Regions from separate parts of the Zea mays genome. Here all the other regions are linked to region 1. Evidence: chromatin contacts called from public Hi-C data. All regions are on one chromosome and are shown on one strand. The core of a region is the stretch at or near the end of the contact, and the rest is flanking DNA. Distances in the headings are between cores, read along the strand shown. Region 1 holds the start of LOC100279824 (GDSL esterase/lipase LTL1). Region 2 holds the start of LOC103643172 (mediator of RNA polymerase II transcription subunit 15a). Region 3 overlaps LOC103643172 (mediator of RNA polymerase II transcription subunit 15a).

Evidence for each region. Hi-C and Micro-C count contacts between places; a contact is called where the count stands out from the background.
Region 2: a Hi-C map of leaf shows a contact between it and region 1, with 2.8 times the contacts expected there. The contact joins the promoter of LOC103643172 here to the promoter of LOC100279824 in region 1. A contact is called at or near these places in 2 of 25 Hi-C or Micro-C datasets (ear and leaf).
Region 3: a contact with region 1 is called in a Hi-C map of tassel, with 3 times the contacts expected there. The contact joins the enhancer-like site here to the promoter of LOC100279824 in region 1. A contact is called at or near these places in 2 of 25 Hi-C or Micro-C datasets (ear and tassel).

Annotation. Positions count from the first base shown.
Region 1 is chr1:206,119,097-206,122,900 of Zm-B73-REFERENCE-NAM-5.0, reverse strand. LOC100279824 (GDSL esterase/lipase LTL1) reads left to right here and starts at 1,927. Exons shown (of 1, transcript NM_001152779.2): 1 at 1,927-3,492. The coding sequence starts at 2,041. The coding sequence ends at 3,195. It overlaps LOC100282211 (Grx_S12 - glutaredoxin subgroup I), which reads left to right. Exons shown (of 5, transcript NM_001368943.1): 3 at 85-159; 4 at 429-455; 5 at 1,151-1,371. The coding sequence ends at 1,227. LOC100275585 (thiaminase2) reads right to left here. Exons shown (of 7, transcript NM_001149636.2): 7 at 3,516-3,804. The coding sequence ends at 3,690.
Region 2 is chr1:206,413,956-206,417,759 of Zm-B73-REFERENCE-NAM-5.0, reverse strand. LOC103643172 (mediator of RNA polymerase II transcription subunit 15a) reads left to right here and starts at 1,833. Exons shown (of 10, transcript XM_008666330.4): 1 at 1,833-2,312. The coding sequence starts at 2,158.
Region 3 is chr1:206,394,566-206,398,369 of Zm-B73-REFERENCE-NAM-5.0, reverse strand. LOC103643172 (mediator of RNA polymerase II transcription subunit 15a) reads left to right here. Exons shown (of 10, transcript XM_008666330.4): 7 at 40-381; 8 at 513-704; 9 at 822-910; 10 at 990-1,412. The coding sequence ends at 1,197. It also overlaps the pseudogene LOC103643173. Among protein-coding and RNA genes, the nearest start is that of LOC103643172, 19 kb to the left of the region's middle. Within about 2 kb of position 1,894, at least 10 of the 20 cell types and tissues checked have an H3K27ac peak or open chromatin away from gene starts, as enhancers often do. A contact at or near this core is called in ear and tassel, where this site is marked.

The DNA of each region.
Region 1 (3,804 bases), core at 678-3,177:
GAACAGTGTAGTAAGTATATGTAGTGATTCTATATAATTTTTCAGGTTGATGTTCTTGTGCAGCTGACCGCTAATCCCTTTCAGGAGCTCAAGGACCACAACTACAAAAGGTATTAGAAAGGCTGACTGGACAGTCTACTGTTCCTAACGTTTTCATCGGTATGCCAACTTTCCCCTTCTCACCATAATTTCTTCTGTCTAGCCTAGCTTTTTTCTTCTGTTCATGACTCAGTTGCGAAATCACTCACTGATTTTTCATATCTAGTAAGGATTTTGGCAATTGGTGTCCCTTAGTGCCAATGCCAACTCATGTGTACCATTTGCAGTTTGTTAATGCACGGAAATTATTTCGCGCATGCATCTTATTTTGATCTACACTGTATGACTCACTCTTTAAATAATTGTCTATTTGTCTTGTTCTATTCCAGGTGGAAAACACGTTGGAGGCTGCACAGGTATTATACATGTGCTCTTTGTTGAATACTGGTCAATCTTTACAGTTATATACCAATGTGGCACATGATGCCTATCCATCCACATGTAGATTAGATGAGAGTGTATTTGCACCCTAACCTCTATTGTTTATATAAAGAAATCTATACAATTATCCTCAAACACGAAACGTGTACAATTGTAGAAGTACCAGAATGGTAAAACTGAGTCAAACCACTAGCACTTTTCCCCTTCACTCTGGTGCATCTGCACCTGTGCAAGTCATCGTAGCTTTGCCCCTGTATTTGAGAGGCCAGTTGCTGCCATTGGGCTTAGCCAAAGATGCATATACCCTTCTAAAACTAGCCAAGGCCCATCCATTTTAAATATCTGCTATGCATAACACTAGAAAGATAATGAAAGCAAATGGTCATCTCTAGAAATATACTATAGACCGTCCATCTTGAGAATTTTTTGCTTTGTATACCTGCGCTATGGCTGCATCTGCATTACAAGGTGGGCTGTGAGTCAGCAAGAATTATGCATAATTCCTGTGCTTTTTGGCATATGCCAGAGCATGCTGCAAGCCTGCAACTGCAATGCAAGTGCTAAAGTCACAATACCCTGTTTTTTCTATTGTAGAAAAGGAAATGATTTTTTTTAAAAAAAATGTTGTCGTTGGTTGCTGATACTTTTATGCCCTCTTTTTATGTCGTAGATACCGTGAAGCTGTATCGCAAGGGGGAGCTAGCTAGCATGCTGTCGGACCTGGATATCAACATTGACAACTCATGACAAGCTATGTTCTGCAAGGATTGGGCGAGACTTGGGCAGCACTGTATTGAGTTTCTTTTTTTAACATGTGCGATGACAAACACTGGTGTCATTTACACATTTTCGTTTGGTACTCCGATTAAATCATTGAATTTGACCACCGTATATATGCAATTTGCTAGAAAAAGAAGGGAACGAGCTCGCAAATCTTGTGTCCTCGGCAATTTTTGTCTATTTTTTCCCAAGCGCATATATTGCAACGCAAACGATGTGCGGCCCGTCATGTGCCGTGGAGCAAGATCGGGTAGCTGAAACCCCCAGGCCCCAGTCACTTGTGGGGAGTTTGACTGCCCGTCCCGTGATTTTTGGAGTAAATATACCAGCACTGCCGAAGCCCGAAAATGAATGGCCTGAAAAATGGGGTGGTGTAGGGTTTGTTACGCAAGGACAGAGCGGTGTGTAGGCAGCCGCGGTTACAGTTACAGGCGGAGGGGGGAGGATAATAGTAGACTCGCAGTACTCTCTTTTCTTCTTCAGGTAGCGTTGCAATCACAAGACTCAGGCAGTGTGGTTGAACATCCCCCAAAGGGCCGACCGGTGCTGCTGCCAATTTCCATGCCACCGCCCACCCTAGGTGCATGGACAGATCGTTGGAACACTAGACTGCCTACTGAAATGCGGTATAAATAGGGACCCTCGCCATGGAATGCAGTGCAGCAGCTCCATCAGCCCGTATACTATTGATCATCCCACTCTCCCCGTTATCTTCTTCCTGTTATATAGGCGTCCCGCAGCAGCAGCTGAGCAGAGCAGCGGCGAAGAAGCAGCAGCAGAATGCTTTCCGTTCCAGGAGCAGCAGGTAGCCGTGGCAGGCTCGTCGCAGCCACTGCGTGCTTCCTCCTCGTCCTCCTGCTGCTGCAGGTGCGCCCAGCCACGGCCACCCCGACCCCGCCCCGCGCCTTCTTCGTCTTCGGCGACTCGCTGGTGGACAGCGGCAACAACAACTACCTGGCCACGACGGCGCGCGCCGACTCGCCGCCGTACGGCCTCGACTACCCGACGCACCGCGCGACGGGCCGCTTCTCCAACGGCAAGAACGTGCCGGACATCATCAGCGAGTACCTGGGCGCGGAGCCGGCGCTGCCGTACCTGAGCCCGCACCTGGACGGGCGGAAGCTGCTGGTGGGCGCCAACTTCGCGTCGGCGGGCGTGGGCGTGCTCAACGACACGGGGGTCCAGTTCGCCAACATCATCCGCGTCCAGAAGCAGCTGCGCTACTTCCGGCAGTACCAGGACCGCTTGAGCCGCCTCGTCGGCGAGGACGCCGCCGCGCGCCTCGTCCGCGGAGCGCTCGTGCTCGTCACCCTGGGCGGCAACGACTTCATCAACAACTACTACCTGGTGCCCTTCTCGGCGCGGTCCCGCGAGTTCGCGCTGCCGGACTACGTGCGCTACGTCGTGTCCGAGTACGCCAAGGTGCTGCGGCAGCTCTACTCGCTGGGCGCGCGCCGGGTGCTGGTCACGGGGTCGGGCCCGCTGGGGTGCGCCCCAGCCGAGCTGGCGCTGCGGGGCAGCCGCGACGGGGAGTGCGACGCCGAGCTGCAGCGCGCCGCCGCGCTCTACAACCCGCAGCTGGTGGACATGATCAAGGGCGTCAACGCGGAGCTCGGCGCCGACGTCTTCGTCGCCGTCAACGCCTACCGGATGCACATGGACTTCATCTCCGACCCGGCGGCCTACGGCTTCGTCACCTCCAAGGTCGCGTGCTGCGGCCAGGGACCATACAACGGCGTGGGGCTCTGCACCGCCGCGTCCAGCGTCTGCCCGGACCGCAGCGTCTACGCCTTCTGGGACAACTTCCACCCCACGGAGAAGGCCAACCGCATCATCGTCAGCCAGTTCATGGACGGCCCACAGGAGTACATGCACCCGCTCAACCTCAGCACCATCCTCGCCGTCGACGCCCGCGCCGCCGCCACCTTCAACTAGCTAAAACACGATACAGCATATGAAAACAGACCACATTCATATTCTATCATATATTATGCACCCATCCGAACCCCAGGCTGGCAGTTCATCAGTATTTGTACTCCGATATGACACATCATACATCTAGTAGCATGCATTTCGCCCTAGTGGCTAGTACTAGTACGCTTCCTGCTGAGAATCTGAAATAAAAACGAGTTGTACTTCATCATTCATCCAGTATACTGTAGTTGCTGCCAGCAACACCCAGAAATTAGTCCCAAATGGAACAAGGATGAATCAATGATACATTGATCACAATTCACGGGCACAAACTTAACCCATTCCACACCACAAACTACAGGTATTCATTCATACATAGTGGTAGCCAGAATCGACATGTGGCTTTCATAAAATGACCACATTAGGATTCACGCATCGTATGCATCAGAATCAACCGGCAAAAGCTTTTTTGCTTCTCAAGGGGAAAAAGATGGAGAAAAGAAGCAGCAGATCCATCAGCTGAAATCGCTTCCCAGCACGAAGGCGTGTATTTCTGACCAGCTAGAGACCGTATAAAGGACTCCAGACCGCGGCTTGAACACGGACGCATCTTCATCCATCAGTTGCCTC
Region 2 (3,804 bases), core at 584-3,083, 290 kb before region 1:
GAGTCCGAGTCCCTGGACCGAGATCGAGCCCATCACCCTAGTTTAGCATCATCTTTATTGAATCGTCTTGGCATACCCTCTGTATATATTCTTAACAAAATGTGCTGGTCTAGGTACACAACATGTTGTCATCATTGTATATGATAGTGACCTCTGTGTGGTTTGGCATTCCCTTAGTAGCCTTTAGATGGGCCAACCCCTTTGAAACTACATTGATCTGGTGCACTATGGCTAGAAGTATGAACCCTAACAAAGCCTTGAATATCTTTCTCCTCTTCTCAAATAGTATCATTATATTTTTCCTGATTGCATCAAACAACATGTCCACTAGTAGGTGTTTGTGGTCTTAGATCCATGCATTCTAACATTCTGCCAAGTTGTCATTTGTGTAATCACACTCCATCTCTTCTTTGAATCCACTTCTAGCCCACACAAACTATATGATGTTCCTTCAACCACATCATTAAGTACAACTACATCTTTCTCAACATCACTGTTACATGCATTACCTTCTCACCCATCCTACATATAATCATATTCTCAAACTAATCACTACTAGTAACTTTCCACTCTCTTGCACCATCTATGTCAACAACCCAAACTAGCAGTTGCTAGCTTGAGCGCATATGATCTTGCTAGCTATATCATTTACAAAGCCATTTAGTGTGTACACATTGCTATCAAACCATAAGTCATGTTCTTGAGCTTATATGGCATATACTGAATAGTCATTGACCAACGCATGTGCTTATCAACACGACCATGGATTCCAAAGGCACAATTAGGAGGAACCGTGACAATAACATACACATAAAAGGGGGGATTAGGACCAAACTACCTCCGCACTCTACATCACATATAATGCAATAACATATCAACATACCATGGGGGCACAGACAAAACACCATATTGTCTAAGGGTTTGTACTACATCCAGAAGTTCTACAACACGTATGAAGGACTAAAAATCAGGAACCCTAACCAAGCATGAACATGCCACAAAACTCTAACATCAATTATTACAACCACACATGTGGCGTCTAAGGAGAAGGGACTACATTTAACCTTAGAGTTTGCTAGGTCATGTTGGACTGACGTGCAATGTCAGCAAAAACAATAAAATTATAGGGAAGATAAAAGGAAAAGGTTTTAGTAGTTAGTAAAACAATATACATGAATACTTGCTCTTTTCTCGATTTTAGATTGGATTTTTGACAGCATGATAAGTGAATTTCTATTTTTCATGAAAAATTTATAATTGTCGTGATAAAACCGACAAATACTTAAATACTAGTAATTTGTCCGTGCATTGGTAGGATTTGTTTTAATAAAACACAATAATATGTGTTCTATTGGTTAGGTGGATGTGAACGTGCAGTTAACAATCAAGATTCAAACTTTTACTTATGCACAATTTTACTTTATTTTTGTAGGAGGAGGATGACGCGAGACGACCATTGAAACCGATGCTTTATTGCCTGTGTATTGCCACAGTTTCCATATATCATATGAGTTGTCTTTGTTTTAATAAGATATAAAAATATATGTTCTATTGATTTTATGTGAGGTGTGAATGTAGAGGTACACAATTTTTCTTTTTTCAATAAACGGGAAGGATAAAGATAGCTTGGGACGGATATTAAAATTGTTTTATATAATACATAGATACATATATGGTTAATACTTAAGAGCATATATAACCTTATTTAATATATATTTTTTTAGGTCTCTAAGGGTCTAATTTTGAAAAAAATAAAAGAGATGAAATTTTAGCGAATAACTCATCTCTTCCCGACTCTTTATATATGTTTATGATCTAAAATATCATGGCTGTATCATAACTGTTGTTAGGGTTGTACATGTTCCGCTGGTTATTGATCCGCGATTTGCTGGCTCATTCAGCAGCATCCTGATTCGTTAGGCGTGCCGCGTGAGCCTTGCTCGCTCCAATCGATTTCGTCGTCGTCCGCTCGTCGCTAGCTCCTTCTTGGTCGCTCCTTCGCCCCTGCTACAATCGATTTCGTCGTCTTCAGCGAGGAGCTGGGGAGTGATTGAACGAAGCCAGCGCTCCCTCCATTGTCGCCCCGCAGATCGATCGAAGTCAGCAACCAGATCAGAAAGAGCAAAAGAGGCGCCCGAGTCTCTACGGCGGAAAGCCATGGACGGCGCCGCCAACTGGCGTCCCACGCAGGGAGCCGACCCTGCCACCGTCGCTGCTGTCGGCGGCGTCGACCCTAACGCGGCTGCCCCCACCGGAAGCGACTGGCGCACCCAGCTTCAGCCCGAGGCGCGCCAGAGGATCGTCAATAAGATGTACGTCTTCTCCATCTAACCTCCTCCCTTTCTAATGGGAATTGTCAAGCAACTCCAATTTTTTTTCCTTTCGCCGTGGTTGATCCATGTAGCTTCTTCTACGATTCGATCGACTCGATCGATTCGATCCACTGGTTCCCTCTTTACTTATCCAGTTATCTCTTTACTTTATTTAGATAGATACAGACGGTATCATGCGTTTGCTGTTGATCCATCCGTACATTTACACCTAACAATACGTCAACATTTGTCTCGTTTGTATACCCACGGATCTGCATTGATACCATCCAATGCAATATCATACTTTCTAAGATCATGTATCTTTATTTAAACCAAATTTTATTACCAAAATTATCAGTAGATTTGACTACCTTTTTGCTTGCTATATGATTCAAAAAAATATCTTTATAAAGCCATCTCTGCACCAGTACATACAAAAGCTGCATATGGTCTGATATCATCACATCCGGAGGATTCACAACTGGGGCATGGATCATGTGAGTAACGAAGAACAACTTGCGGATATTCTGATGAAGTCACTTGGGTGCGCACGGTTTGCTGAAATTCGTGGCAAGATTTGCATCCTTTAGGTCATATGAACCGAGACAGACATAGGGGGAGATTGTTGCATAATTCAGCTCGGTTTATTTGTTTTCTTCTTAGTTGATTGATTAGTTTCCTTTTTAGCTAATTGATAGCTGATTGATTAGTTTTCTTTCTTAGCTATTTGGATATTTTTCTTTAATAGCTAATTGATTGCTGATTGGTGCTGTGATTTATGGTTATGAGCCTTTGTAATTGTGTAGATAAACAGATTAATATAATACATCTATTGCAGCGGTGTAGTTTGGCAGCGAAAAAAAATCTTTTATGTTTTTATCTTCAAAAAAGAGAGAAAGAGAACTAATCAATTATCTAAGAAAGGAAACTAATCAATCAACTAAGAAGGAAAAAACAAACCGAGCTGGATTGTGCAACAATGACTACTCATTTTTTTCTCAGCCATGAGGGGTACTTCAATGCGCATTTGAGTTCTTTTAAGGTATGGGTGTAGAATGCAACAACCCATGATGTGATTATTTTTTCCAACTGTTCTCTGCCCAGGTAGGCATGGCATATCGGTAGATTGTTGACTCCAATTTGTCAACCTTCTTGCAAAATGAGAAAGGGTAAAACCATGTAAAAATCCCCTTCCTAGATCCTCATCTTGTGTGGGAGCTTTTAGCCTTTGTTATGCAGTATGACTCCAGTATTTTTCTGCCAACTAATTATTACATAAGCCATGTATATGCTTGCCAATCGAATGTGTTCATTTTACCCTAGACGCCACTTGAATTTTACCCTAGTTGCCACTTGAATGTGTCCATTTTTACCCTAGTTGTTTGTTCAGTTCAACCATATGTATGTACATTAGTGGTCCACAAATTCCATGCCCACTTTTTCCACTAGTACACTATTTTTGTACATGTACTGGGGCTTCTGGTTAATGGAC
Region 3 (3,804 bases), core at 645-3,144, 280 kb before region 1:
GGTATTGTATTTCATGTTCAATTTTGTTTTACAATACAGTTGAGAACAACACAGCCTGAGTCCCTTAGTGCTGCAGTTAGCGATATTGGATCTGTCGTGAGTATGATTGACAGGATTGCTGGATCAGCGCCTGGTAATGGTTCCAGAGCTGCTGTGGGTGAAGATCTTGTCGCTATGACAAAGTGCCGCTTGCAAGCCAGGAACTTCATAACCCATGATGGGAGTGGTGCATCAAAGAGAATGAAGCGGGACACAGGTGCTATGCCTCTTAATGTGTCATCCGCTGGAAGTTTGAATGACAGCTTGAAGCAATCATATACTGTTGGCACTCCAGAGCTACAATCAACTGCAACCTCACGTGTCAAGTGTCAAAGGGCTGAGGTGTGTTTCTTTAAAATATTTGCTGATAAGCTATGTAGGGCATTGGTTTTTCTACAAATAGTCGTCCGTCACTTGCATATTTGTATCTAAAAGGGCAAACATTGTTCATCTCTTATCTGGCTACCTCGCAGGTAAACCATGTTCTGTTAGAGGAGATTCAGGAGATAAACAAACAGCTTATAGATACAGAGCTCCATGTCTCTGAGGATGATGCTGAGTCCTTCACTACATCTGATATGGCCGAAGGGACAGTCATTAAATGCACATTCACTGCTGTTGCTGTTAGCCCCAGCTTGAAATCCATGTTTGCTTCAGCGCAGATGGTGAGGCAGCCTCAAAACACCTTTGCTATGTTTCTTTTTTTCTTCTTTTTATTGAGGGGTCCATGCCTGTATGTTTGTCGTCTCACTTTGTTCTATGTTGGAACGTGTGGGTGGCAGAGTCCAATTTTGCCGTTGAGGTTGCTTGTTCCTGGTAGCTACCCAAAATGCTCCCCGGTGCTTCTAGACAAGTTTCCTGATGAACAATGGTGCGTGTAGTGGCATATTACTGTATATATGTTAGGTGCTTCGGCAAAGAAACCTCACGGGGGTGCTCTGTGGTTGCAGCAGGAACTCGGATGACCTGTCTACGAAGGCCAAGTCAAAGTTCAGTGTGTTGCTCCGGGGTCTAGCTGAGCCCATGTCATTGCGAGAAATCGCAAGGACGTGGGATGCTTGCGCCCGGAAAGTGATTGCAGAGTATGCCCAGCAAACTGGAGGAGGCAGTTTCAGCTCGAGCTATGGTTGCTGGGAAAGCTGCGTTGGCGCTTCATAAGTTTATTGTATCTATTACTCCGTAGTATATTTATTATTCTTTATTACACTAAGCATTTATGTGTTGAGCAAAAGAAAATAACAGTTTATCTTCCTTTTGGTATCGAGTCACTGTTAGCTTGATAAATAAGATCGTGTACAGTACAGTGTATGGAGCAAGCTTGGGTGCTTCAGCCCGGTTAATATTTACTATCTTGTATGCTTTGCCTCTACTTACATAACTTGCGCGGTTACCTTGTTTTTTTGTTGATTTTTATTTGCTGATTTTTAAATAGTTTTCTTGTTTCCTTGATTATAATATAAACTTTTATGTTTGCTCTGCTTCGCTGTATCCATCTGCGTGATTTTTTTTTTTACATCGACCAATTCATTGACATGGACTAAACGTAGAAGCTGCATCTAAGCTGCATCTAGGGTACATGGACTACATTAGTGGGCTAGTGGCGTTTAGGCTACTGTGAGAGCAGATGTCTAATAATCCCAATCTCTCTTTCCTATCGTATACCTATCGAAATTCTGAAAGAATAACACAACAACATAGTCATTTTATTATATACTTCCCCTCCAAAGTTAGGCTTACTTCAGCAGCTACTGTAGCGTGTCCCGAATGTGTAGTTTTCGCAACTGCAGGCCACTGTAGCGCGTCACAGCATGTCGCAAACACGGTTGCACAAAAAGGTGCCTGCCCAAAACAATGTGTACTATTGCATTGCCTCTCTCCTCCCACATTGAATCCGTGCAATGGCCAAGTGCCTCGACTTCTCCCTACCCCGCGAGAGAACCCAAATTGGCGTCTCCACCATCACTACCGGTGTCGCTCGTGACGGCGAATGGGGGAGGAAGCGACCAGTGGCCACGAGCGAACGTTCCTGTCCAGGCCCAAGTCCACTCTTTGTCGGCGGAAGAAGCACTGGATCACCTCGACAGGGAGCGGCGGCTCCACGACTTCTACATTGAAATCTTCAAGGTTTGTTCAAAATCTAAACCCCTCGTCGTAGATCTGTTTATTTGCATGTTTTTGAGGTTGTTTGCAGTGGATTGGGGTTGATTTAGGTTTATGGTAGGGTTTTACCCAAGTCGATTTGCCCCCTTGTACAAATATGGCCGATACACATGGATCCGATATGGATTTGTAGATCTCCACCCGCTTTCGACTTCGTATGTTACCGATTGTGATGTCGGTTGTGGAGGAATAAATCAGAACCTTAGGTTCGGACAATACTTTCAAGTTTCATATGTTTTCACTTTTATTTGGCCTTGTGGTTACATATTTTTTCATCACTGCCAGATGTCCTACACTCCAAACGATGCCCTCAAATGGGCTGTCCGGGAGATGAAGGACCATGCATGCGAAGTTAGGCAACTCGTCGGTAGTGCTACAAGCACACCAATTGTAACACCCGTCCAATCCCGGACCGGTGGTACTTACTCATGGCAGCTCTCTAGGATCATATATTGTCCCCACACGCCAACCCGGGTCTTTTGTGCACACTTTGTCCTCACTCATGCGCCCCCGAGAAAACTTCCCGGTCGGTCACCCATCCCAAATTGCTCCAAGCCAAGCACACTTAACTTGGAGGTTCTTTCGAGATAGGCTTCCGAAAAAAGATGCACCTTATTGGTATGGATACTCTATTAATTCTATTAAGCCTTGGGCCAGGATATCACCATCTCAGGGGCCAGGATATCACAAGCCTGCCACACATTTGAAATCTGTTCTACTAAAATTTTTGGAGCTTGTGGATTGGCTTGACAAGGTTTCAATCCTTTGCTCCAAAGTGGTCTACAAGAATGGACGACAGCACCCCGACGACAACATCATAGTGGAAGAGTTTTAAGCAGCTCATGAGATAGAACTTGAAAGGCTCCCAAGTCCTGAAACTCCTAAAGCCTTGAAGTGTTCTATGAGGATTGGGGTATGCAGTATGACAACGATCAATCACGTGGGATCAACTAGGAGTAAATTGTAGAATAATGGCATGTTAACGAGGAGTTTCTAACTGTTAATGTAATTTAGTAATGTGTATTGTCGCTTTATGTTCAAGTCTAGAACGTTGGTCCTGAATTGTTAAGTTTGGGGAATGAACTGTTAGATTTCTTAAGTGATGATGCCTTCCTGTTATTTTGAAATGTCTTGTTGTGTTACCCAATTCACCAACAATCAGGTTTTCTATGGACAACACTTGGTCGAGGTATTTGATTCGAGGTCCCTACGATGTAACCTATACTCCAGGAATTGACCTACCATATGATCATGACTAGAATGCCCAGGAAGGCTTCGCTCATCCTGCTGAGGTTGATACACCTCTCTTTTGTAGGACTAGGTTTGTACCCATTCATGTCCATTCTTGTATTTTTCTGACCCTCGTTGTATGTTGAATAATGCAGACACCACATTCATGTAAAGCCCAAAAATTTGTATAAGACAAAAATAATAAAATAAATAAATAAAGAAATTAAAACAGTAAAGTAAGATATCTCAAATTATACTTGAGGTTTGAATCTTGGGGACTGAATTTTGAAACTAAGAATTAACTTAGAAAAGAAGTAATAAAAAGGTTTTCTGTTCAACTAAATGATTATTCATTTCATGATACACTATAAGCAT